Regions from separate parts of the Astyanax mexicanus genome. Here region 2 is linked to region 1. Evidence: chromatin contacts called from public Hi-C data. All regions are on one chromosome and are shown on one strand. Each heading gives the region's core, a stretch centred on a gene start, on an enhancer-like site or on the middle of the called end of the contact. The rest is flanking DNA. Distances are from core to core; before and after follow the strand shown.

What was found. A called contact is a pair of places that touch in the nucleus more often than the background predicts.
Region 2: a Hi-C map of muscle shows a contact between it and region 1, with 10 times the contacts expected there. The contact joins the enhancer-like site here to the promoter of peak1 in region 1. A contact is called at or near these places in 2 of 3 Hi-C or Micro-C datasets (both in muscle).

The regions. Positions count from the first base shown.
Region 1 is chr2:44,269,172-44,276,107 of AstMex3_surface, forward strand. peak1 (pseudopodium-enriched atypical kinase 1) reads left to right here and starts at 4,480. Exons shown (of 8, transcript XM_049474340.1): 1 at 4,480-4,849.
Region 2 is chr2:44,388,172-44,395,107 of AstMex3_surface, forward strand. All of the region lies in intron 3 of peak1 (pseudopodium-enriched atypical kinase 1), which reads left to right. Among protein-coding and RNA genes, the nearest start is that of LOC125798981, 13 kb to the left of the region's middle. Within about 2 kb of position 4,095, the one cell type or tissue checked has an H3K27ac peak away from gene starts, as active enhancers do.

The sequences.
Region 1 (6,936 bases), core at 3,230-5,729:
TAACCAGTGGAATAAACATTTCTCTTTCATCATAGTAAATTACATTCAGGCATTGTACGACTGCAGTGAGATGATTAACATAATGCTATTAGGCAGGGCCGCAGTGCCAGTGTGAGTTTTCTGAGGCGAATCAGCAGTTTCCAACTTCTGCTCATTCATCTCAATCCAGAAAAACAGAGCTGCCTTCAGTAACACGCAGTTCAGACTAATTTCTCACAGTTTCACTACATTTTAATATTTTAGATGTACTATCTTTGATGTTCAGAGGTGGGTGGTTAATACCCAGCTGATCATTGTTGGGGTTGGTAGAATGTTTTCTGAACATTACAACTTTTATATATTATAAGAGTATTTGCCCCTTACAGATTTCTCTTGTTTTTGTATTTTTGTCATATTTTCATTTTTCAAATGATCAAACAAACTTCAATATCCCACAAGTATATAACCTAAGTTAATGTAAAAAGCACTTTGTTAATGAAAATTGCATTTATTAAGAGAAAAAAACTATCCAAACCAATCTAGCAACTTTGTAAAAAAAGAATCCCCCCCATAAATGACCTGTACTCTAAAAAACAGAGGTACGATATGAGTACTTTTTTGTACTCAAAGGTACACTCTTCATAATTGTACCCTCAAAGGTACAATACTGGTCTTTACAGGGTCAGATTTGTTCCCTCTGAAGTACAAAGTCATTTCTAACAGCAATAAGTACAAATTTGTACCATTTAACCTGCAGGCAAAAGGTACATTCAGTATTCTGTATCACTGTACTAATAAACTATATATATTTTTTAACTGCACTTTTTTATTCGAAAGCCAGACAATTTTGGATCATCAAGTTTTTGAGCCATATTTAGTTGATGATAATGTTTATAATTTTTTTAATCTTTACTGGCACAAAAACCATGGGTACAAAAAAGGACTTTCACTGAAAGGTACTTTTTTGTACCTCAATATAAGGTACAGCCCCAGCGACGAGCTTTGTACTCTTTTAAGTACAAATCTGTACTTACTTTTCTTAGTGTGTGTAATTAATCACATTTTTCCCTACTAACCACAACCAGGCCTGATTACTGTCAGACCTGTACAATCAAGAAATCACTTAAATAGAACCTGTCTCACAACATGAAGCAGCTAAAAGATCTCATAAAACAACCCATTATGTTACAATCTAAAAAAAATACAAAAAAACACTGACCACAGAAGTCCTTCCCAGGAGTGACCAGCCGACAAAAATGATTTCAAAAGGGCATGGACAGCTAATCCAGGAGGTCACAGAACAACATTTAAAGAACTGCAGGTGTCACCTGCCTTAGTTAAGGTCAGTGTTAATGATTCAGTAATAAGACAGAGACTGGTCAAAAATTGTATCCATGGGACCAAAAAGAACACAACGGCCCTCACATTTACCAACATTTACCAAAAACACATCTTGATGATCCCCAGGACTTTTATATATGTATTATGAAAGAAATATCGATTTAAAATGTTGTGTAGTTCATGAATTGTAATGTTATGGCAACAATGTGTTTTACTTACAACTGAATACAGACATGTAGTTGGCTAATTTTAAAAAAAGTAATAAAAATAAAATTCATAATGTCATTAATATTTTTTATACTCAGTGTACTGTCATCATTTTATTCTAAGCTGAAATGATTCTTTATTTTAGAAAACATTTTACATTCATTATACATTATTACCAGTTTTTTAGTTTTTACAATGTTAGTAGTTACATGTTATACAATTTACATGTACCTAAATAACAATTTTTTAGTGATCTGTTAAAGCATGTTTTAGAGAAGTAGTCTAGATTATTTACCCAGTTATGTTTAAACCATTAACATCCATTTTTGCTGTTGTGATTGATCACATGTCTGCCCTGATATCTATTAAGATCCACTTAAGGCACTTACGGGTCAGTGGACTAGCTGCAAATCAGTGGGCCAGAACTGGCCCAGCTGTAGCTGCTTTGTCATGTTATAGGTCTGTCATGGCATTTGAACTCCAGGTCACATGTGGACCACAGGCAGCTCATGATGTGAAATGCTCATGTAGAGTTTCATTTTGGCCCAAAATCGACTAAACTGTAGCATCAGTGGTTGTGTTCTAGTGATCATACACAAAATGTTAATCATTTCACAACAATGAGCTGGATAAAAAAAAAATAACTGTCATCCAGAATTGGGCTCATAACTCTTTCTTAGTGACTTTTGCTCTTTTTATTTGATGGGCACCACATATGCACCCATTAACCCTTTAACTCATTAAGCCTCTAGGTTGCTATATGGAATAATTGTGAATTGCTCTGCAGTTCCAAAAATCCCTCAGTAGCAACATAACATGTTCATAACCTGGTACCCAGTTTACATGTTGGTTTAACTGTTTGTATGATTATGTGGGTTTAGCTGCTGACTCTTCAGTTCCAGAGCTACTAGCAGAACTGCTACCTCTTGTGGAGAGCTTTATGAATCACATACAACATTCAACAGGAGCTTAGAGTTTATTGGCTCCAGTAACACAACCATGTACCAATGCATTTTTATAATTTTCATATGTTTACTTTTGCTGTTCTCTTTATTCAACATAAAATGTGTGTGCAGGTAAGTGTAATAGAAAAAAAAAACAGAAAAAAGAAAGATATAAGAAAGAAAGAGAGGGAGAGAGATGCCTCGTTCACTTTAGAGTCAGTAAAAAATCTGAGGAATGTGCAGAATTGGAAGAACTCCCACGCATTGCTGGTCAGCCTAGGAATCCCCTTCAAAAACATGAGAGAAATGTAAAACCATTTAGATAGTTCCTTCCTCACCATAAAATATTACATGCTAATAGTCCACATGTTCTTTTAAACACTCATTTTTCCTCCTACCTTCTGTCCAAAGGTTCAAATTGTCCACTAAATGTCCTCATTAGTGACAATTATGTCCATTAAAAACAGATATGTAGCAGCAGTTATGATTTTTTATAAAAAGCATTTCAACTGTTAAAAAACAACAGTAAGGTCTTCAAAATTGGTTCATAAAACTATTATACGCAGAGCTCCGACCTATCACAAAAGTTCAGGAAGTCTCACACAATTTAAAATTGTCTTCCTGATGCCTGCAAATTATATAGAATATCCTGGAAATAATCTTTTAGAGCAAGAGAAAGAACAAGTGCACATGAAAAAAGGGCGAGAGAGAAACAAGCACAGACATAGTAAGAGGGTAACAAAAAAGCATCCTGATAGGCCTCTTATTATGCTTAATTCACCAATGAGGTTTCTATATGGGGATATAGATAGAAAGAAACACGCACAGCTGGCTGTAAAAGTTACATCAGTTGTCCTTTAAAGCCTAAAGGCCATATCTGCCATTTTTCTAATATAGTTCTTATTGTGTGTAATAACTTCTGTTTCTCACTGCATTGTGAGACATCTTACTCAAAACTCAAAAACTGTTCTGATTATGTATCATGGATATTTAAGTAATACTCAAAAACTACTGATTATTAGTAATTAGCACTAGCATATGCACATGCCTCCTCTGACACATGTGAATTCAGCCACCGCCTCTTTTTGAACCGCTGCTGATGTAGCATTGTCGAGTAGCATCACAGCGAACTCGAAGGAAAGCACAGCGACACGGTTTCGATACATCAGCTCACAAACGCCTTGTGCTGAGCGACATCACCATAGGAGTGATGTGGGGAAAGAGAGTCATCTACCCACCCAGAGAAAGCACTGCCAATTTTGCTCTCTCAGGGCTTCGGTAGCCGATGGCAAGCTACATGAACAGGATTCAAACTGGCGATCTCCTGATCATAGTGGCAGCTCTTAGCCCGCTGGACCACTCGGTGCCTGACAAAATATAATTCAAGACTTAATATTTTTATACACGTAGCATTAATTGTTTAAGGCAGTGTTTTATGCAAATTTACAAATCACTACCCTGATAGCAAAGAACATGTAAAAAAAACACATTCTGTAAGGTTGATGATACGAAAACAACCTTAAAACAATTTTATTTAACATTTTCTAACAGGCTTCGGTTAGTGTTGAAATTCTGGCATTGAATCAGCGTACATGTAAAAGGGTTTGAATGGTTTGGCTGAGCTCTTTTGCTTCACCACAAACAATAATTAGACTTATTAAAAATTAATTTTAAGAAGTATTATTTAAATACTCATTTCTACACTGCAAAATAAGTCAATTCTCACATCGGAGATCGATGTTGTTTCAAAATGTAAATAAATAAAGAATATTTTTTTCTGTAATAGTATATGCAACCAACATTATATATAATAGATATAAAAAAACCTATTTTGTATAAAACATTAACACAACAGACCACTGAAAACACTGAGCGCGCGCCCGACATTCCAGCATGAATCTCGAAGCGAGACCGCCCTGCCCTCACCCAGCTACGTATGCGCGCTCCCGCGTGAGAGAGAGAGAGAGAGAGAGAGCGAACGAGCGCGAGCCGAAGAGAGAGAGAGAGAGAGAGAGAGAGAGAGAGAGAGAGAGAGAGAGAGTCAGAGCGCGCGCTCGCCGAAGGCTGAGCTCGAGCAGAGGCGAGTTTAACGGTGGAAATCTCGCCGGGAGTCCGAGCCGAGGTCCGGAGCTGCTCCGTGTGAGGAGAGCGGAGGCTGTGGAGGAGCGAGCGGCGCGGACACTCACCCCGCAGCTCCCCGGAGAACCGAGTAACTCCCTCAGTAACTCCACTAAACTACCCAAACTAACGGCGAGGAGCTGAAACTGAAGTTGGCGGATCTTCTGCGAGTTGGAGCGGACTGGAATTCCGCTTCCCTTCCGTCCCGAAGTTTCTGCGCGGTGTCAACACACACAGTAGGACTCCTCTGCTGAGTACGTGTGAGTGTGTTGTGCTGGGAGCTCTGTGTTTGTGTTTATTATGTGTGTTGTGCTGGTTTGTGAGCTCGTGTGTGTGGCTTTTTGACACAGTTGGTTAACGTTAGTTAATTAGTTAGTTTTCACACGGTCTCTAGCCCCTTTAGCCTCGTCAACCTTAAGACGCCGCTGTGCTGCTGGTTGTGTTTCTGGCGGCGTTTCTAGCTGTGTTGGGAGCAAGCTGAGATGTGGCGCAGAAAGAGTTAACAGCGAGTCTCTGACAAACACAGGGGGCATAGAGAAGAATGATGAACAATTTCAGCCTAAATTCTAGCAGCGGTACAAGTTCTAACCCGGGTTTTATCAGCAGAAACTCTCTCTTTAGATACATCACCTCTGACACATTCACTGTTACTTCCATACCTTTCATTTTCACCATTGTCATTTTCACCAGTTACATTAACTATCAGGATCACATATCCTTAACTCTGACTAATCTAATGCTACTATTGATTAACAAGTAATTCCAGTCTCTCTTATATGTACGTACATTTTTACTAGTGAAAACTCCAGTTACAGACATATACAGTCACTCTTTAATTAGTAAAAAATGGTCATTCCAGATTTCTACACTGTAATACTGGCTGGTAAAAAGTCTCAGTCCACATCTCTGTAAATCTGTCATTCTGACTAGTATGGTTAAATTAGGGCTGCAAAATAAAGGAAAAAAGCTTACTTTGCCAACTTTTAATTTTAACTGCTGTAAGTTGTATGTTGCAATGTTAAAAATACAATTTTCACCAGATCTCATCAGAAGTTTATACATTATATATAAAATATTTTTTATGTGTGCAGTTTTAAATCTCTATAATAGAATTATTTGAATAGAATTATTATTCTTTTTAGATACAGTAGGTTACCAGTCAAAAGTTTGGGCACACCCTATTCAGTGTTTTTTCCTCATTTAATGTATTTTCTCCATTGTGGAAATCATTGTAGGAACACATATGGAAATAAATTAAGTGTTTGGCCTCCACAACCCCCTGATCCAAACCCAACTGAGATGGTGATTTCGAATAAGCTGGAGCACAGCATGAATGAAAAGCAGCAACTATTGTTCAGCACCTCCAGGAACTCCTTCCAGACGCTGAGAAATCTATTCCAAAATACCAGTAGAGTGAAAATCTGCTATTAAAGCTATATGTGGCTACTTAAAAGAATCTAAAGTATAAAACATATTCTGGTTTATTTAATACTTTTTCTCGTAACATAATTCTGCATGTATATCCTGTATAGCTTTAATATAGTATTCAATATTAGATTTACAATGTAAAACATAATACAAATAAATAAAGAAAACACACTAAATAAGAAGAGTTGTATCCAATATTATGACTGGTACTGTATCTGTGACTGGAGTCATTACCAATAAAATGTAACTATATAAAAGAGAGAGTTAATTCCCATGAAAATCAATGGTAAAATCTGACTAGTAAAATTATAATACTGATGTCATCCTGGTAATATGACTAGTCATCATAGATCATCAGGTCTAATATTATTGTTATTAGTTGTATATACTTTATAGCTTGATTGTAAAATGGGAGAAAATAGCTAGTGAAGTCTAGTTTTATCTAGTTATAACTTTATTGAGTTAATTCTTGTATTGCTGGTATCAATTTAGGTATGAAATGGCTTGCTAGAAGTAAGACAGTGCGAGAGTTTCCTGCTTCACCATTCAGCCATTCTCCAACCTACAGAAACAAGTGTACTTCTCACTCAATCTCCTACCCACCCAGACATATGTTAAAGAGAAAGACTGCTCTTGACCAGAGAACTGATACAGTAAATGAGATCATGCTGATTTCCAGTCACATAAAGGTCCTTTTCATACACATATTCTGCCCAGAGAAGGCTCAGTCTTCTCAGTCTGTCATCATTACAGAAGGGGAGGGCTGGTAATGTTATTCTCTGAATGATTGTCTGTCTTTGTTTTGATCAGGACACAGCACCTGTCAACTGCACAGGCCTGCTGATGACAGACGGTGGTTATGTGGTTATGCCAGCGCCCCTGAAGCTGTTTGCGCTCGAGAGTGAATAAAGTAGAAAAA
Region 2 (6,936 bases), core at 2,845-5,344, 120 kb after region 1:
ACAATGATAAACATGTAATACAAATAGATTTACAGTTATTAAAGTGTAAATAGATTACAGCAATAATATATAATAAAATAAATGGACAATAATCAAAGTGTGAACAGACGACAACAATGATCAAAAGCCTGTAATAAAAATAGTTAAATGTTATTTACAGTATAAACAGATTAAAGCCTGCAATACAAATAGACAATGGTTAAGAAATCTGTATTTCCCATGCGTGAGCTCCCACTAGAGTCTAAAAGGAACTTTGCACTTTGCACATGCTTTTCTGGGCAAGCTGAGAGATACAGAAATATCAGAAAGAAGCATGTGTGCTTTCTGGTTAGAGGAATATTATAGGATTTTACAACACAAGTAGGATTTGAATTACAGTGTATTATGTGTTTCCCATAACAATTTGTCCTGCCCACTTCACCAAAGTTAGTTTGTGGTGCAGTTTGTGGTGTTCCAAGCCTGGAGTAGCAATAATAGAGATGCTTTTTTAATTGTTGCAAGTCAGTAAAGCATCACAATGATTTGAATCTGAAGGAGCTGTTAACAGACAACAGATAACAGAAAAGTTATACTCAGATATACACAAGATATATGCAGATGCAGTTACATATAGATATAGACGTATTGCACAGTAATATTTAAACTGTTCTGTGTTTGTGAGGCCCTTTCGCGGTTATAGTTCTTGGAGTAGGCCTCAGGGGATAGAAGCATGCTAACCCTTGGATGAACTCAGAACAGAAGTGTCTTTCTCTGCAGCTTGTGAGACAGTGAAGTTGTTTTTCACTATTGTCTCTATCCAGCGCGCACACTCTCTCTATATAACACTACAAGAACACTCTTTGTTCTCTTGACTGGCTGTTTACAAACTCAATGCTCATCAGAGTAAGCAATGACACGAGGCATCCATCCACATCTGGTACCCAGAGAAAGGCCAAAAAAGGCCAAACAACTAAAGAGGGAGAGCTTTGTGTGAGCAGCACCCAAAACAGGAGACAGGAGGCGGTCATATGTCATGCTGTTCTGGTCAGGAAGGAATAAAAAAAACAAACAAAAAAAAAAACAGGAGAGACAAGAGCGGCTGAAGGGATTGAAAGGCTAGAGAATAATGCCTCGAACTTCCCTTCGTGCTGGACACTGAGTGATGCGTTTCCTGTGGGTGGAGATTCAGGGGCAGAGATAACAGGAAGGTGAGAGTCAATGGGTGTCGCTAAGAGCACACATACGTCACACATAAACTCACACACACACACACACTTCTTTTAGACTGTGTTTGTGTGTCTGCTGATAAGGACAGCGGTGTATTTACCTCTCTATGAGCACCACTGTTTAAACAATCTTGTCATTGAAATCAGATGATAATTGAAGTGACAAATATATAGATAATAGAACATTACATACAGCATAAAATGTTCTAAAAGTCTAAAAGTACAAACCAATATAAAATGTCACAAAACACTACAAGTTATACAAAGTGATCCAACACAGAGATTACAGGGTGGTGTTTATACAGTGATATTTCACAAAAGGCTTTTATTCGCTGTGTTGCACAGATAAATACAGCTCCCAAAAAAAAAATTAAGAGACCATTTAAAAAGATGAGCTTCTTTGATTTTACCAAATTGAAAATTTCTGGATTATAATTAAGAGGAAGATGGAGGATCACAACCATCAAACCATTCAAGCTGAACTGCTTGAATTTTTGCACCAGGAGTGCAGGCATAAAGTTATCCAAAACAAGTGTGTAAGATTGGTGGAGGAAAACATGCCAAGATGCATGAAAACTGTGTTAAAAAAACCATGGTTATTCCACCAAATACAACAATAATGTTTATTTTACTCAAACATATACCTATAAATATAAAAATTAGAGAAACTGATTCAGAAACTGAAGTGGTTTCTTTTCCAGAGCTGTGCCTGCAATGTGATGAAAAATGTTATTGACCTGTCAGAGTAAGAAATTTCTTAAAACAAACATGAACTGCTATGAGGAACACTTTATAAAAGCCACAATCAAAAACTCTTGCTTCTTCTTTTTGTAGCATTTGTTTAAATGCTTCCATTAACTCTATTAAATCCAATTTGTGGAAATGTGAAAATTACTGGTATTTAGTAAAAATCCTTTACACAAAGTCTTCTCCAGAGCATCCCAAAGATTCTCAATGAGGTTAAGGTCTGGACTCTGTGGTGAACAATCCATGTGTAAAAATGATGATCTCACGCTCCCTGAATCACCCTTTCACAATTCCAGTCCCATGAATCCTTTCATTGTCATCTTGGAATATGGCCGTGTCATCAGGGAAGAAAAATCCATTGATGGAATAACCTGGTCTATATTCAGTATAGTGACCTCATTCTTTCAGCACATACTTTTGCTGAACCTAGACCTGACCAACTGCAGCATCAACCCCACATCATTTACTTACTTAAATCAAGGTGGAGACTTTTTGTTTTGGCCAGGCAGTGTATATCTATCACTTTTTGAGCAACCAGCTCCAAAGAAGACTCAAGAGGACTCCACTGTTAAAAGAAACCCAAAAAAGCCAGACTGGAATTTATAAAATGCATATTGATAAGCCACAACTCTTCAGGGAAAATGTGCTTTTGACAGTTGAGACAAAACTGGCGGTTTTTGGCAAGTAACATCAGCTCTGTTCACAGACAAAAATGAAAGCTTTCAAAGAAAAGAACATTGTACATACTGTGAAAGTTGGAGGAGGACCAGTTATGATTTGGGGCTGCTTTGCTGCATCTGGCATGGAATGCCTTAAATCTGTTCAGTGCACAATGAAATCTCAAGACTCTGAAGACTTTCTGGAGTGAAATATACTGCCCAGTATCATAAAGCTCTGTTTTAAAGCGCAGCCATGGTACCAAAAGGATGACGAGCCAAAAGACACAACTAAAAGCACCCAAGAACTGAAAGTGCCAAACATTCAACAGCTGCAAAGTGTCCTTGTATGAGCCCAAAGTTAAAACATGCATTATGTGCAGTGGAGAATGCACCTCTAGCGCTGGGCTATTCATTGCAAATGGATCAAAACTGACATGCAAAATTTGTAATCAAACTATATGACTTTGTTTTTATGTTTTTATTCTGTTAATACTTTTCTCCACTGGATTTTCATCTACTTTTCCCTTTAAAAACATTCTACCGTGTGTTTACTGAATCTGGCCCTTCCAGTCTGTGACTTAAAACCAACAATGTAACAAAAATCTTATATTGTTCTTTAATCTAGATTAGATTGAGTTAATTGAGAAAGATTTAAGGTTAATATTACCCAGCTCTAGGCACCCTTCAGACCTGAGACAGCTGACAGCGATAAATGATTTTTATCATCATCATTTTAATCAAATCGTCATTTTAACAGTATGATGAATAAATGTACTCCCTTTTAAAAAGCAATAAATGTTACTGATAATTACAAAAAAATCACAAAGTGTTTTAAAACCCTATAATCCTTATAATATCCAAAAAAACATACAGAAAATAAAATCTCTTTTAAACAAGGTTGGCATTGGCCTTATTCAGGTTAATGGGTTCTCCTCGATAAGTAAATTATCCTGACCCAAGTGGGCTATTGTGTATTGTGTTTAGTTTCCTCTGTTCAAACCAGGTTCAGAAGCTGTAGTCCAGAGTGGATTTTTGTCTACTTGATATAATAGAGAGATGGTTGTATGTTTAACTCATGTAAATAAGGAGATATAATTGGTTCTGCTCTGTTTTTTGTATGTGACATTCTGCAGCGACTACAGGTATTTAAAAAAAGTTTTTTTGTTTGTTTTTTTTTTGTTGATAAAATGAGGTTTGTGTCCAAACTGAAAGAAGGAATGTGAGGTAGATTGTTTTTAGCTTGTGTCCAGGTGGGTCTCTGTGGCACTTCCTGTGGCAGCCTTGACCATTTTGGGCCATGTGGTTATTAGATCATTCATACTGAAGCCTTTTCCTGTACTACTGATTTAGAGTGTGTGTGTATGTGTATGTGTGTGCGTGTGTGTGTGTGTGTGTGTGTGTGTGTGTGTGTGTGTGTTAGTAAGGAGACTTGTTAGTAATGGTGTTTGATTGATATAGTGGTGAGTCAGTGTGATTGTTCCCCAGCCGCTGGAGTGGGTGGACGTGGGTGTGTGGGTGTGTGTGTGTGTGTGTCAGGTCAGTGCCCTGTAATGGGTGTTCCTGGTGTATTGTGTCTGCTCGTAGCTGAACAGGGTGTTACGTGATGATATTCTCAGAACAGGATCTGACCACCTTGACCCTGTCTGACAGCCTTGTCCACCTTTTATTGCCTGTATTCTATGATCTAACACCCCCCTCTCCCCCTCCCTCCCTCCCTCCTTCTGTCTCCTACCCCACCCACTCCACCACGCCATGAGTGGAGCGTTTTTTGTCATCTTGTGATGGTGTTGACTGGCCCACAGGTAAACAGTGGAGAGCATAGTGTTTGGAGCAATATTAAATATAAATCTTTTATTTTTGTTTTAGATTTTAATTTTGAACATTTGTAATCTATTGTGATATATTGAATTTTAATGGCTGTATTGTAATAAATACTGTATTTCCAAGTTCTTGCCATTACACAGCTATTTAACATACTGTACAAATATGCAACGGTTCCATCAAACAGATCCATATGTATGAAGTAATATCCTTTATTTTATTTTTTTATTTATTATTATTTTTTGCATAGCATGCCTGTACCAAATTATGTTGAAGGCGCACAACCAGGCTGGATCCTATTCAGCAAATAATTTAATAAGATCTAGTAACTATGATGCTACCAGAAAGTTGAGCAGAACATTAAATGTTTATCTCATGCTATTACTCTCACCACAATGCTATTTCTCATTTAGAACTCTATTTTCTCTCCAGCTCTGTGGAATTGGTTTGGTTTGATTCGTAAGTGTGTGAACTGGACAAGGATGATCAAGCAGGAATAGTGAAAATGATCTGTTTCTTTTTTTTCTCTGTCCTGAGGGTTGGAATATTGATTTGAGGTAATATCGCCCAGCTTTAGGCATCCTTTAGACTTGAGACAGCTGAGGTGATTTGCTCAAGCAGACTCACACTCTTTCCCAAAAAAAATTATGATAATTATGGCTTATACTTTAATCCTGTAATATTGTAATTTAGCATTTATATGGCACACTTAAAATCCTTTAATTGTCCCAAAAATCAACAGTGTGCATTATTATCCTTATAATCCTCTTATGTATGAATTTTACTAGTCAGGTTGCCACTCCACCAAATTGCAGTGTAATACAAGAGTTTCAGTTTAGTTCTCCAGCATCGGGACTGGAGTAGCATTAGCATTAGCAGCTAACCGCGCTAGCTATTTCCCCATTCAGAGGTAAGTATTATTGGCCTGTAGCCTGCTCCTAACCCCAGCTAGCACTGCTGGAGCTGTTAGCTGCTAATGCTAATGCTTCGGTAATCTAAACTTACTGTAAATATAAATGGAAGCGCTTTACTCACCCAAATAAACAGTGTCAGGAGAGAAATCTGTGTAGATTAACATCCGGTGCTCATTTTATATTAAAATAATTTTTTTTTTTATTACACTTTTGTTTACTTGGCTTAGCTTTACTAAGCTAAGCTAGTAACCCCACACCACCACCCAGCAGTGAGACCTGCTGAATTAGAATTTCCTATTAGTGTCTCTTAAAATGCGCTTTATAATCCGGTGCACTTTATGTATGTTAATAGTACGCCTTATAATCTGGTGCGTCTTATAATGTTAAAAATACAGTAACTGGGTTAGTACCAGATTGTGGGCTGTACCAAAAAGTTGAGAAGAACATTACTAGGTTAAATAAACTCGCCCTCGTATTTGCTGTGTATTTGTGATTCTCTCTTTCTTTCTTCAGTGAAAAGATGTGGCTGGTTCAGTGTCAGGAAATGAGCTGAGAGAAGCCCATCTCATGCTATTACTCCCACCAGAACGCTATTTCTCATTCAGAACTCGATTTCCCTCCAGCTCTGTGGAATTGGTTTGGATTTGTGAGTGTGTGAACCGGTCAAGGATGACCAAGCAGGAAGAGTGAAAATGATCCGTTTCTCTTTTCTTTTTTTTCTACAACCTGAGGGGTCGAATGGCGCAGTACTGAAATGAAAATGTGTGATTTGAATATTCAGTTGCCGTTCTCCAGGGCTAAACAGGACTTTCACTCTATTAACCTCCAGTTACCTGGTCACAGACTGTAGAATCTGGCCGTTGTGTATAAATCGCAGTAAGAATGAGTTATAGTACAGGAGTACTGTGTTTAAGAGAAAGGTCCAGTTCCAGTTTCTATTAGGAAAGACTCCAGCCTTCTCCACGTGTGTGATCCTATCATTCTTCTTGTAGTCAGCAGCAGGATGAAGAGAAAGACAGATCTTGTAGGGGAAATGAAAGGCAATTGAGCGTGAATGTGTGTGCACCCACTCACTCGGGCACGTATCGAATGCCATGGTGGTTGTTACAGTAATGGTCTCTAATGGAAAACTTTCTTCTTGCTATAGAATAAAATGTACAGTACAGAGTGAGTCAGGAAATCTGAAGTGGTGGAAAACAGCATTCAAGGCTCACTTGTGCATATTTGAACCTGCCCTCTGTGCTTGCTCCATTGCACTCTGCTTCTGTGAATGATAGCCCTCTACTGTAAACAGAGCAGAGTTGTGTGAGAGTCTGAGTATGTTATGCGGTGACTGATAACTACCTGCAACTGGTCTGGGTCGAGTGCTAAAAATGGAGTGGAAAATGTTTAGCAGTCTAAATGTGTGGGTGTGTGTGACCTCTGGCCCTTCCTTTTGGAGACTGGTAGATATGTACATACACCAGCCTGAGTACCGCACATTTCAGCTGTAGGACGAGCAGATCTTTTCTAAAAGGGGGGAAAATGCTCCCCCTGCTGGAAATCATGAGCTGATGCGACTCTTTTAATGCTAGGCTTACTGTGTTTAAC